Regions from separate parts of the Mus musculus genome. Here all the other regions are linked to region 4. A link is a contact called in public HiChIP or PLAC-seq and promoter capture Hi-C data. All regions are on one chromosome and are shown on one strand. The core of a region is the stretch at or near the end of the contact, and the rest is flanking DNA. Distances in the headings are between cores, read along the strand shown.

Evidence for each region. Promoter capture Hi-C pulls out the DNA fragments that hold promoters and counts their contacts. HiChIP or PLAC-seq counts read pairs in DNA pulled down with a chosen protein or histone mark.
Region 1: a contact with region 4 is called in a CTCF HiChIP or PLAC-seq map of the NIH/3T3 cell line, with 10 read pairs. The contact joins the enhancer-like site here to the promoter of Acadm in region 4. A contact is called at or near these places in 4 of 39 promoter capture datasets (cranial neural crest, embryonic stem cells, neural stem cells and 1 more), 2 of 15 datasets of contacts at CTCF or cohesin (the NIH/3T3 cell line and embryonic stem cells), 1 of 484 Hi-C or Micro-C datasets (embryonic stem cells), 9 of 115 datasets of contacts at active chromatin or transcription factors (the NIH/3T3 cell line, the SCID.adh cell line, SST interneurons and 5 more) and 1 of 9 other capture datasets (pancreatic islet).
Region 2: a contact with region 4 is called in an H3K27ac HiChIP or PLAC-seq map of T-cell acute lymphoblastic leukemia, with 3 times the contacts expected there. The contact joins the enhancer-like site here to the promoter of Acadm in region 4. A contact is called at or near these places in 1 of 39 promoter capture datasets (cranial neural crest), 9 of 115 datasets of contacts at active chromatin or transcription factors (the SCID.adh cell line, T-cell acute lymphoblastic leukemia, bone marrow-derived macrophages and 6 more) and 1 of 9 other capture datasets (adipose tissue).
Region 3: a contact with region 4 is called in a promoter capture Hi-C map of hippocampal neurons, with 3 times the contacts expected there. The contact joins the enhancer-like site here to the promoter of Acadm in region 4. A contact is called at or near these places in 2 of 39 promoter capture datasets (cranial neural crest and hippocampal neurons) and 3 of 115 datasets of contacts at active chromatin or transcription factors (bone marrow-derived macrophages, embryonic basal ganglia and forebrain).

Annotation. Positions count from the first base shown.
Region 1 is chr3:154,251,818-154,254,657 of GRCm38.p6, reverse strand. Slc44a5 (solute carrier family 44, member 5) reads right to left here. Exons shown (of 22, transcript NM_001081263.1): 12 at 918-1,017. Among named protein-coding and RNA genes, the nearest start is that of Gm40184, 48 kb to the right of the region's middle. Within about 2 kb of position 1,512, at least 15 of the 459 cell types and tissues checked have an H3K27ac peak or open chromatin away from gene starts, as enhancers often do. A contact at or near this core is called in the NIH/3T3 cell line, where this site is marked.
Region 2 is chr3:154,208,199-154,211,006 of GRCm38.p6, reverse strand. All of the region lies in intron 3 of Slc44a5 (solute carrier family 44, member 5), which reads right to left. Among named protein-coding and RNA genes, the nearest start is that of Gm40184, 4.5 kb to the right of the region's middle. Within about 2 kb of position 1,521, at least 22 of the 459 cell types and tissues checked have an H3K27ac peak or open chromatin away from gene starts, as enhancers often do. A contact at or near this core is called in the SCID.adh cell line and T-cell acute lymphoblastic leukemia, where this site is marked.
Region 3 is chr3:154,292,974-154,295,673 of GRCm38.p6, reverse strand. No RefSeq gene overlaps it. Among named protein-coding and RNA genes, the nearest start is that of Lhx8, 36 kb to the left of the region's middle. Within about 2 kb of position 1,348, at least 9 of the 459 cell types and tissues checked have an H3K27ac peak or open chromatin away from gene starts, as enhancers often do. A contact at or near this core is called in hippocampal neurons, where this site is marked.
Region 4 is chr3:153,943,204-153,945,913 of GRCm38.p6, reverse strand. Acadm (acyl-Coenzyme A dehydrogenase, medium chain) reads left to right here and starts at 1,271. Exons shown (of 12, transcript NM_007382.5): 1 at 1,271-1,518. The coding sequence starts at 1,489.

The DNA.
Region 1 (2,840 bases), core at 263-2,762, 310 kb before region 4:
ACTTGGACTATCTTGCAAGTGCTCAACTGTTCTTAGTGTTCTTCAATTTCTTCCTTAAAAAGTCCTGGTGTTGTGGGGGCAGCAGGAAACAGTTCACTTAGTGAAGGGATTGCTGTGCAGCACAAAGACCTGAGTTAGATCCCAGCACCCACTTACAAAGCTGGCATGTGGCAGTTAGATCCCAGCACCCACTTACAAAGCTGGCATGTGGCAGTTAGATCCCAGCACCCACTTACAAAGCTGGCATGTGGCAGTTAGATCCCAGCACCCACTTACAAAGCTGGCATGTGGCAGTTAGATCCCAGCACCCACTTACAAAGCTGGCATGTGGCACGCACCTGTAGCCTAGGACTGAGGAGGCAGAGGCAGAGGACCCAGGAGCTCTCTAGCTGGGAAGTCTACGGAAACAGTGAAGTACACATCCAGGGAGATATTCTGTCTCCAAAGCTAAAGTGGATAGCCATGAAGTAAGACATCCAATGTCAACTTCTGGCCTCTGTGCTCATGTGTACACATATATCCACACACACACACATGTGTACTTGTACATGTAGCCATGCACACATACACTGGCACACACACACACACACACACACACATATCAACACACATACACAATCGTGCACACTTGCATATGTACTCATGTGCACACACATGTACATGCACACATGCTCATACACACACACACACACACACACACACACACACACCTGACATCTGCTTTGAGCACACAAACACACACCTGACATCTGCTATGAGCACACACACACACCTGACATCTGCTATGAGCACACACACACACACACACACACACACACACACACACACACCTGACATCTGCTATGAGCACACACGCATACACACACACACTCACGCATGCATGCCTGACATCCGTTGTGAGCACTGGAACCCCTTACTTGCTTCCTTCCTGCAGCAGGATGATGGCCACTTGGATCCGAGTCCTGAGGAAGATCAGGACGATGATGATGATGATTTCAATGGCAGACAAGATGATCACTAAACAAGGAAAGACATTAGTCAGCCACAGAAGCGAGCATCTTCTGCAAAACCAGGACTGAGTTTATCAGCTCATGTCTGCTAGTTCTGACACTACATAATTTAAACAGTGTTCCCCCCCTTCCCATGCCAGTCTTAGTAGCTCACTTTCAACCCCTCTAAGAAGTCCTAAAAACACAGAGCAGCGCTCTTGTTGCATTTTGAGTCACCCCATGAATCAGCTCCATTTCACCCATGGAAACATTTCTCAGGAGTCACAGACCTGGGAAAACAAGAATGGAAGGAAGGAAGGAAGGCCCCCCTTGGCACTAAGTAAGGAACTATCAGAGAAGAGAGCTCTTAAGGTGACCACCCTGCCCGTGGGGTCTGGCTCATTCTGTGACCCTTTCTACCAGACCCTATTATGAAGGTGTAAATCCATGGGGACATGGGCAGTAACATCTTAGAATCAGACTGAGGGTCATAGCTCAGTTGGTAGAGTGTTTGGCTAGCGTGACTCACACTCCAGATTTGATCTCTAGCACTGAGTAAAGTGGGGATAGGCCACCAGAAATCGAGAAGCAGAGGTAGAGGATAAAAAGTAAGATTTTTCTACAGTTTAGTGTTGGGTTGGGATTTATAACCTATACAGGCTGAAAGTGATTGTTCTGAAGAAAATTAATCTTGAGGAATAACTGTTCTGTGTAAAGAAGGCTTGCAAAGCAAGGATATGTTGGGTCACATATTGTTTTACTATTTGGGGGCTTTCCTGAATACAAGCGAAGGTGAAAAGTCTGAGCCTCTTTTTGCCTCCCTGAGTTGCGTGAACCCGAGCAGACCCTTCCTGTGACTGTCTCCTGCACTGTTACTTTATCTTATCTGGGTGCCAACTCTGTCTTAAAAAATTCCTGAAGCCAAATACTCTTGTTACATCCCCTCTCCTAGCTCTAACACACACCTTTAGGTCACTAATGTTGATTTTAGAAATCCTTAATTTTCAAAATAACTACTCAGTACCTGTAAGATACCGTGGAGTTTGGGAATGTTAGGAAGTAGAGAGTTTGGGATCCTAAGATGGAGAAAATGTGGTCTGCCAGCAACAGACCCAGAAGGTAGGAAACAACTCCTGGGGAAGCGATAAGCCTAGCCTCGCAGGATCTCTTCCTGAACCCAACTGCTAGACAGCTGAGCTATCTCAGCGATGCAGGCTCCCTGCCTCCCCCAGCTGCTCTATGGCCGGCCGTGATTCAGGGTTTACAGGATGCTCCGGGGACCACGTCAGTAGATATCAGTTAGCTCCAAGATTCCAAGTCGTGGTAGGAACTTGACAATGAGTCATTGTGCTTTCTTGCCTTTTTTCTAAGCAATGCATTTGTTTTATAGGCATATTTTACTCTCGTAAGACACTTAATCTGAGTCAACACTGCGGACTATAAAAATTGTTTTCCTTGAACAAACCTAAGAAAATGATATATATCAAAATGAGTCTTTATTCTAAAATTGCATTGTCAAAAAATGTTGTATATTAGACCTACACATTTTACACAATGGCATGAAAATTGCTACATTAGAGAAATTTGATTGTCCTTTAAATAGATACACTCTGTTCTCTAAGGGCACAAAACAGAAACATATTTAATATAACTAACCAAATAGGAGACTCAGGCCTGGAGCTGGGGGACTTAGGAATTGTAAAAGTAAGAACAGACCCCATTGCCTGTCACAGTCTAGGGCTGATAAAATCATTATTTTTAGACTTGTTACTCCACTTGCTTCAAAGTTTTTCTGGAACGATATACCTTACAAGATGGAAGAATGTGGTGGAGACACGTGTACTATGGAGC
Region 2 (2,808 bases), core at 272-2,771, 260 kb before region 4:
CAGATTGTGCTTATGGCTCTTTAACACGAGCAATTTACAAATGCAGTGGAGCAGATAATAGGACACATGAAGCTGAATGTGAAGATCCTCAATGGCGACAGAGCTGCCATAGAAACGCATGGGGAAGCAGCTGTCTCCGGGGCCTGGGTGAGAAAATATTTATTACCTCACAGGTGGACTCCTACACCCAGGGCTGAATTTAGGGTGGAGTCCTTGGGTACAAGCCAGTCCCTCTTATGCTAACAACACTTCAAGAAATCTTGCAAGCACAGATGTGCACAGTAAAACCCAACAAAAAGTTAAAACCATCCGGTGCTTAAAGACCAGCTCAAATCTCAGTCAGAAACCAAATACGCCCTTTTTAGACGGAAGACTTACAAAACAGAAGTGTGACGGACAGAGCATGTGATTTAGTGTGTAAATGTATCGGGCCTGATAAGGAAAGCAGGAGGACATTTGATACTGGCCTCTCGGTCATCCTGTTAATGCATGACACATTTTTAGTTAATAAAAATGTGGTGCAACCATCCTCAAAATAGTGGAAATGAATTTTTTAAAATCTACTTAATTGAAGAAATTATTTTACTTTTGGTGAAACAATGTTTCTTGCCTATGACTTGACAGATAAGATCCTTCTGGTTTCAAAGAAAACAAAATGGGTAGTGTGGCCCCTGTGGCCAGTCCTCTCTCACAGGGAGCATTCAGTACACCATCCCCTAAGATAGAACCGCAGGATGCCTGGTGGTGACAGGTGTTGAGAGTGTGGGGCAGGAGGCCCCTTGTGCCTTGTAGGTAAGAATGTAAATTAGCTCAATTATCATGGAAAATAGGTTGTTCAAAACACTGAAATTAAAATGACCAGCAATGCCCCTTCTGGGGACACATCTCAGAACAAATAAAGAGGTGTCTGCATTCCCACATTGACTGCAGTGTTAGTCACAATATCCAAGTCGCAGAGACAATCTAAGCATCTGTCACATGAATGGCTAAGGAAAGTGAGAACATAAGCACACTCTATATACACATAAAACATCATTAAAGGCGGGAAGTCCTACTGTTTGTGACAATGGGGGAGGGTGTTGGTGTGCAAATTCAGAGGTCTTAGGCTAAGTGACACTGCCCAGGCACAAAACCATTTATCAGTTGATCTCACTAATGTGTGAACTCTGACAAGAATGACATTCACAGGCAGAAACCTGAACAGTAGGAAGAAACCCGGGTGGGGGTGGGGGTGGGGGAAGCAGGAAGACATAGATCAAGAGATAAATTTTAAGTAAAACAGGGGATGACAGCAACAGCTGGCCCAGGAAAGACACATTATTCATAATTCCCTTCAGGAATGAGGTTTATCTGAATGAGAAGGCTTCAAGGCCTGAGGTGGGAGGGAGAGCCTTGGAGGGAAAGAGAACAGTGGTGGAGAGCCAAAGGTGATGAGCCTTAAAGGGAAGGAGAGGGAGAGGCTCCCTTCAAAGCCTTGAGGGGAGAGGGAGAGAGGAGAGGGAAAAGGACATGGGGAGGGAGGGGGAGAGAGTACCATTATGCAAGGGGCGGGTGAGGGAGAGTGCCATCTCTGGGTGTGGGGCAGAGGAACCTCTCCAGATAGCAGCCTTCATCTCTGGACCAAATACCAGAGCCATCTCCGGGAGAGCCTTGTATTAATTTCTAGAACAAGAAGCGTCTGACTTTTTATAAACTTTTAGGGATAGAGGGAAGGGGCAGGGGATTTAGTTCAGCATAGCACACAGGACAGGAGCCTGGAGGAGCCAGGAGCACGTGAGAGCTGTAAAGTCACAGCACAGACTCAGGTACAGCATGGGGTGTGCACTGCACACTTGAAATTTTCTCCAGAGCACATCATAAGTGCTTTCACCCCCTCACAAAAGGCAATTATGTCAAGAGATGAATGCTAATCAGATTAATTGTGAAAAGAATTATACAGATGTGTTAATAGTGAATGCCTGTTGGGGCTAGGGATATAGCTTGGTTGGAAGAATGCTTCCTGTTGGGTGTGGAGCCCTGGGTTCAATCTCTAGCTTAAAAACCCTCTATGTTGCACATCTCAAATACCTACAATATTACATTAAGAAATCTAAAAGTGAAATGAATAAAATTTGAAGTGTTTAATTATACTTATTTGAGTAGAAACAGTCCCTTGCTTATCCAGACAGAATCGAAAAGTCATCCTAGAACTAACTTTGTTTTTTAAAACATTACATGAGTGAGTGGCCTTACTTAGGGACAGGAAATTTCTCCCTATGAAGGGGAAAGTGTAAGTCCCAGAATTCACCTGTACGCCCCACCTGCCAAAGAACCAGGAAACTTCCTGGAATGCTGGGAGTTGTAGTTCTTGGAAAATAACAAAGGTTCATGGGAAAATACAGTGGCTTATTGATTTATCTTTGTAAACCCCTGCAACATGTGCCTCTGAGCCATTCAGCTGGGTAACCCTAAGGAATGGTCCTGACCAAAGTCCATCTCTTGGTCATTATTTAATATTTAATAAAGCTTACTTTAAATTTGACCTAAAATGGTGGAACTGTGTTTTGGGGTTTTTGTTTGTTTGTTTTGTTTTTCTTTTTCTGGTGAATCTCAGGATTAACAAAACACCAATTTGTTCTAGGCAACATAAAGGATAATCCTTCAAACTCCCTGAGGTTTCTACATAATATAGATCACACACCTACTCAGCTACATCTCCTGGCCAAAACAACACAAATATCACCAAGAGACAGTGCTGAGCGTGGCTCCTAGGTGCTGTTCCCAGAGCTGAGCATGGCTCCTAGGTGCTGTTCTGAGACCATCTGGTTC
Region 3 (2,700 bases), core at 99-2,598, 350 kb before region 4:
CAAGTATTCACACCTGCTCCACCCAAAGCTCCAGCCTCACTGCTTGGGTTAATGAATCCTCTGGGCATATCAAGTCTAAGAGTGGGTGGATTTTAGACCAGGTACCTTCAAATGTAATTGGACTTTCATTAAAGTTAAGTGAGTTAATAATAAAATTCGGCTAATAGTCCAGGGACCTATATAATACTGTAATAATACAAGCATTCCCAGTTGGACAGCAAATGAAACGCAAAAAAAACCAAATGAAAATCTTAAAAAAAAAAAAAAGATACTAGGATTTTTAAAAACGTTAATCGTGGAGCGGGGGCTGGGTGTGGTGCCACATGCCATACCTGTAACCCCAGTATGCACTCACCAGCCAGGAGCTGGCAGAGCTCTGTGACTTGGCTGCCAACCTGGTCTGCATACTCAGTTCTAGACCAGCCAGGACTACACAGTGGGAGCCTGTCTCAGACAAGCAAAGAAAAATGGAACCCAGGAGCCTCACATAAGGTAGACGGGCAAGCTACCACCAAACCACATCCTCTACCCTAAGCCTACGAACTTTGCGAAGCACCTGGAGGACTCTGTGAATGCTCTCAGACAGTACCAGCAATTACAGAGAATGCTACGGAATCATTGGAAACAACGACTAAAGGGGGTGGTAAATCTTAACTAGTGGTCTAGATCAGAGCCTGTTCATCTTCAGACACTCAACAGTTGCGGGGGCATAAAGGGGTGTTAGAAACAGTGGTACTCAGAGATGATGGCTTGCTGTCACTGTGGAGGGGACTAGAAGTCTTATTAAGCCTAGGGGGATTCTTCAGCAGGTGGTCAGAGCTCCTAGGCTACACTCTGGGAACCCGAAGTTTCCACACGGAGGAAGAAGAAAGAACAGGTTTATGCTGAATGACTCTGCCTCACCAGATCCAATTCATGTCGTGTCTGCCACCGTAACCTCTTGTTCAGTCAGGGTCTGCTTGGAGCTGAGCTAGGAGCTTAAAGTGACCACAGTTGAATGTCACAGGGTAGCGGGGATAAGCTATTATCCGTTTCCATGTACAGATGATGATTTGAACCAAGGTCCCCCTCCCCATTTGTGTGTGTGTTGCATGTATATGTGTGTGTGTGTAGACACGTATGATTATGTATAAGCATGCTGAGGCCAAAACAGGATGTTGAGTGGCTTCCTCCATCTCTCCCCCACCTTATCTCCTTGAGGAAAAAAAATCCCTAGCTAAACAGAGCTCAGCACTTCAGCCGGGCTGGCCAGCCAGTTAGCTCCTTACGTCTGCTGGCCTCTGCCCCAGGACTGTGTGTTTAGCACATGCATCCATTCCTGGCCTTCATGTGCTGGAAATACAAATGCAAAGCAGGCATACTCACCCACGGACTCATCTCTTCAGCCCCGATCTAGCACATATGTTACACTGAAGACTTAAAAAGAATGGCAGGCAGGTGGCGTGGGAAGCTAACCAACCAAGGCACGCTGAGAACTTAACTGGCCCTGGGGGTTCAAAAATCATAACAAACAACTGGACTTATTTTGTTTATAGCAAAATTCCTTTCACTGACTCTTTTTAATCCCATGAAATCTCTGACTAAATGCTATTTGGCATCTCTTGGCTGCCAAGGTTGACTCAGTGGTTTGGAGAGGATGGGTGTATTTGGTACCCAGCATCTGAGTCTTTCCAAATATCCAGACGTTTTGGCCAATCCCAGAGACATTGGCTCAAGCTCATTTTCTATTTTTTAGGTAGGAATTCTGAGTCACTAAGTGACTAGAGGCACAGCCTAACAGTTCGTTGCTCTTTGTTTGCACAGTTATACTCGGTACAGACCACTTCTTCCAAAGTGGGGGAGGAGGGCTAGGTGGTGGTGGAGTATCCAACTATCGTGGTGGGGCCTAGGTGGTGTTATCAGAGTCTATCCTCACCAGACGGAGCCAGTAAGGACGAAGCAAAGTAGCTCACAGGTGTGCCTGTGCATTAAGAGAAGAGAAGCCAAGCAGGTGTGAGGCAGCTCCTGATGCACTCTACACTTGAGCTGACTGGGCAGACAGCCTCAGGTTCCAGACGATGTCTATACTGTAAAGATGGGGGGGGGGGGTTCACTGGTCAGACAGCCTCAGGTTCCAGACGATGTCTATACTGTAAAGATGGGGAGGGGGGGTTCACTGGTCAGACAGCCTCAGGTTCCAGATGATGTCTTCTGAAGTTTCTCCGACTTCTCCTTTTCTCCTCTCCAAGAGATAGCATGGAAAGACTGAGCAGCAAGGAGAGTTGGAGCGTGTTAAGTTGTGTTGGCAGACAGAATAGAGAGTTTGTACTCTGAGCCCCCACCACAGAAGCGTGATTCGAGTTCCTGGAGGGGAGGGGACCTGGACAGGTGTGCTCAGAGGGGCTTTAAAGCAGAGAGATTTCTTCCCAGCTCTTGTAAAAATCTCCTTCTCCGTGTCTCTTGAAGCATAAAAACAGCTCTCTGGCAGTAACACTTCAGTCCCATCTTTGTGCCCTGTGTGACTATCCAATAGTAGCCCTGTCGTAAGCAGAGAACATGGCCCGTTCTCTTTGTAAAGTCAGCTGGGCTAGGTACTTAGGCCCAGGTTACACACGGTAAAAGAAGTCTCAAACTGTCATCTGAATGCCTTTGAAGTCCCTTGCCACAGTCCGTCTTCCAACCACAGTGAAAGGAGCAGGGAGGCTTCGGGAAGCACCTAGT
Region 4 (2,710 bases), core at 22-2,521:
AATGTACCTAATGGTCACAAAGCTGTTAGCTTACACATAAAGGAAGGCAATAAATGGCTGCCAAGGAGGCTAAAAATGGCACAGATAATGTTGTTTGTGGACCTGGAACATTCCACAATCAGAGGTTTAAACAGCTCATCAGACTAGCAGGCCATTCAAAGGAAGATACCTTTTTCTGGAATGTTCCCTTACAACCATTAGAAACTATGTTTCAGGAAAGATTGTTGATGTTGAAAGATTAATCTTATAGATCTGAGCATTTATCTCACAATGGAATCCACATACCTTTTCTAGGCTTTGGTGTGCCTGACAATGCTACAGGTAAGACAGAGAGAAGATGAGAATTTTTCATTGTTCATTAGTCTCAAAAATAAGCTCCTGTCTCCCAGTTCCTTGAAGCAGAGAGCAAGAGGACTATTGACAGCTTAATCTTTGGCAACTAAGGTACCCAACACTAAGAAGTTTTATAATCTCTCATCTTTATAACACCACAGCTACCATCTCAGACACAAGGTCTAACTGGAAGACAATGGGAATTTAAGCAAAGTTTACAAACTCATGAGCAAAATTTCACTCCCAATGTTCACTGTCTGGGGAGCTTTTGGATAGGCTCAGCTTGGGTTCCCAAGGATGCTTCCCACATCTATATAAGTGGATAATAAGTAGCCTTGAAAACGTTCAGAAAAATAGATGAAATAAACACTATTGTGCTTTGGTTTGTTTAGGTTTTGCTACTTGGCTCTCGCTGGCCTCAAACTCGCAGTGATCTTCCTTCTCAGTCTCCTGGCACTGAGATGTCTTAGTCGCCCTGGCTACACATGCAGCTAATTTCCTATTTAAATTTTAAGGAGTACAGACTACCTATCGATCTAGCCCAGAATTTGTTGTTCCAGTGAATACCGGAGCCATAAAGAATCTGACTCTCCAAGTAAAGGTCACAGCTGACTGCTAGAAACGTCTGGCTGCGCCCTCTGGCCTAGATTCGGGTCCAGCTCTCCCGGGCAGCCCTCTGGAAAGAACGTGACCTTCGGGCTCCGGTGACACTGGGCACACAGTCTTCTTCTCCGGGCCAAGCACAGAAGTTTAGGCTCGGGCAAGGTCGGGAGCAGGACGCATGCGCAGAGGGCCTTCAGGCCACTCCCTCTTCTGGCCCAGGTCCGGACCCGAGACCCTCCCTCATCTAGCCCCGCCTCCCAGGCCACACCCCTTGAGCCTGCAAAGACCACGCCCAAGGTCTTCTGCTTGGACCCGTCATCCCTCTGTCTCTCAGCCGAAGTCAGTCTGAGAGCTCAGACCTCATCTGTGTGTAAAGGGACTCCCTAGGCCACGCCCCCGAGGTCTGCAGACTTTGACCCGCACGCCTCCGCACCCCTAGAGTCTAAGGCCCGCCCCTCTCCTCCCTCCAAGCCACGCCTCCTGGGGGCGGGACCCCCGTCCGTTTTGCTTGCTGCACGGAGGTGGTCGGAGGCAGCAGATCGAGGAGCCATCATGGCAGCGGCGTTCCGCAGAGGCTGCAGGGTGAGCGGGTGACCGGGTGGTATCGGGAGGGTCGGCCCTACGCGGCCTGGGGGAAAGCGGGAGCCTGCGGGCGTCCCCCCGCGCTGCCTGCCGCCCTCCCTCACTGATCTCCGGGCTCTGACCCCTGCAGGCGTGGCCCTGCGGACCTGCTTCATTCTGGGTCAATGGGCTCAGCCACTTCTCTCCAGTCACCCACGCTTCTTGAAGGGAACCCGGTGTCAGAACCCTGCTGTGGCAGAGGCGATCACTTCCAAAAAACTTTGACTGTAGTCCCACCCCAGGAAGGCATCAGTGTGTGGTTCTGTAGCCACGGGCGTGAACAAGTGTTAGGATCCAAACAGGTTGATCCTGGGTGTGCACAGAACACAGGCACAACACGAAGGAAAGGGAAGTGGGCCGCTCCGCTCGCACCAACAGGGTTAGGACGCCTGTGGTTTTGTGATGTACAGGCACCCTTCCAAAAAACAAAAGGGAGACAAGCCTACCGAAGAATTTTCATGAAGCTTGCTTTCTAAATGTTGTACCCTGCAGAGTTTTGTCTCCTAAGCTGTTTTAACCACTAGTTTGTTATATTAGCGATGTGTTCGTACAAACCTCCATTTATACCACCTAAAACTGGACTGAAGTTGCCTCTGGCACCGAAAGCTGTAGTTTTAGAATTTACAACACCATTACTATACAACTCAACAGGTTCTGAAAGCAGAAATTGAAGGGTTTTAAAGTTATTTTTTATTCTGACAACAGAACTACAGGTTTCTTGGTGCCTCCAAGGACAAGAGAGGGAAAGTCTAACACCATAACAAAACAGAAAATGCATTCCTTTATCCTATTTTTCACACCGGGATAAAACCAAGAGTCAAATTTCTAAGTAATTCGTTACTTAGTTATGCTGTAGTTGCGGGCTTGAAGACTAAAGTTAGTAGTGTTCCCATATTGGAATTCCTTGGTTTTGGCAGAGAGCCAGGAATAATAAACGCAATTCTCTTCTGACTTTAGAGTTTCAGAGTGTCGTCGTTCTTTATATTGGGTCTCATTTTGTAGTCCAGGGTGGTGCGGCGCTCACAGCTTCACCTCTGCCTTCAAGCCTGGCTGTCTTATTTTAATAATCTCCAGTTATCTCCTAGGATTAGTGAGCCTGATTTTCAGGTGTAAATACAAATTGTGTGTTTGGAACTGTTCCCAGACGGGTGTT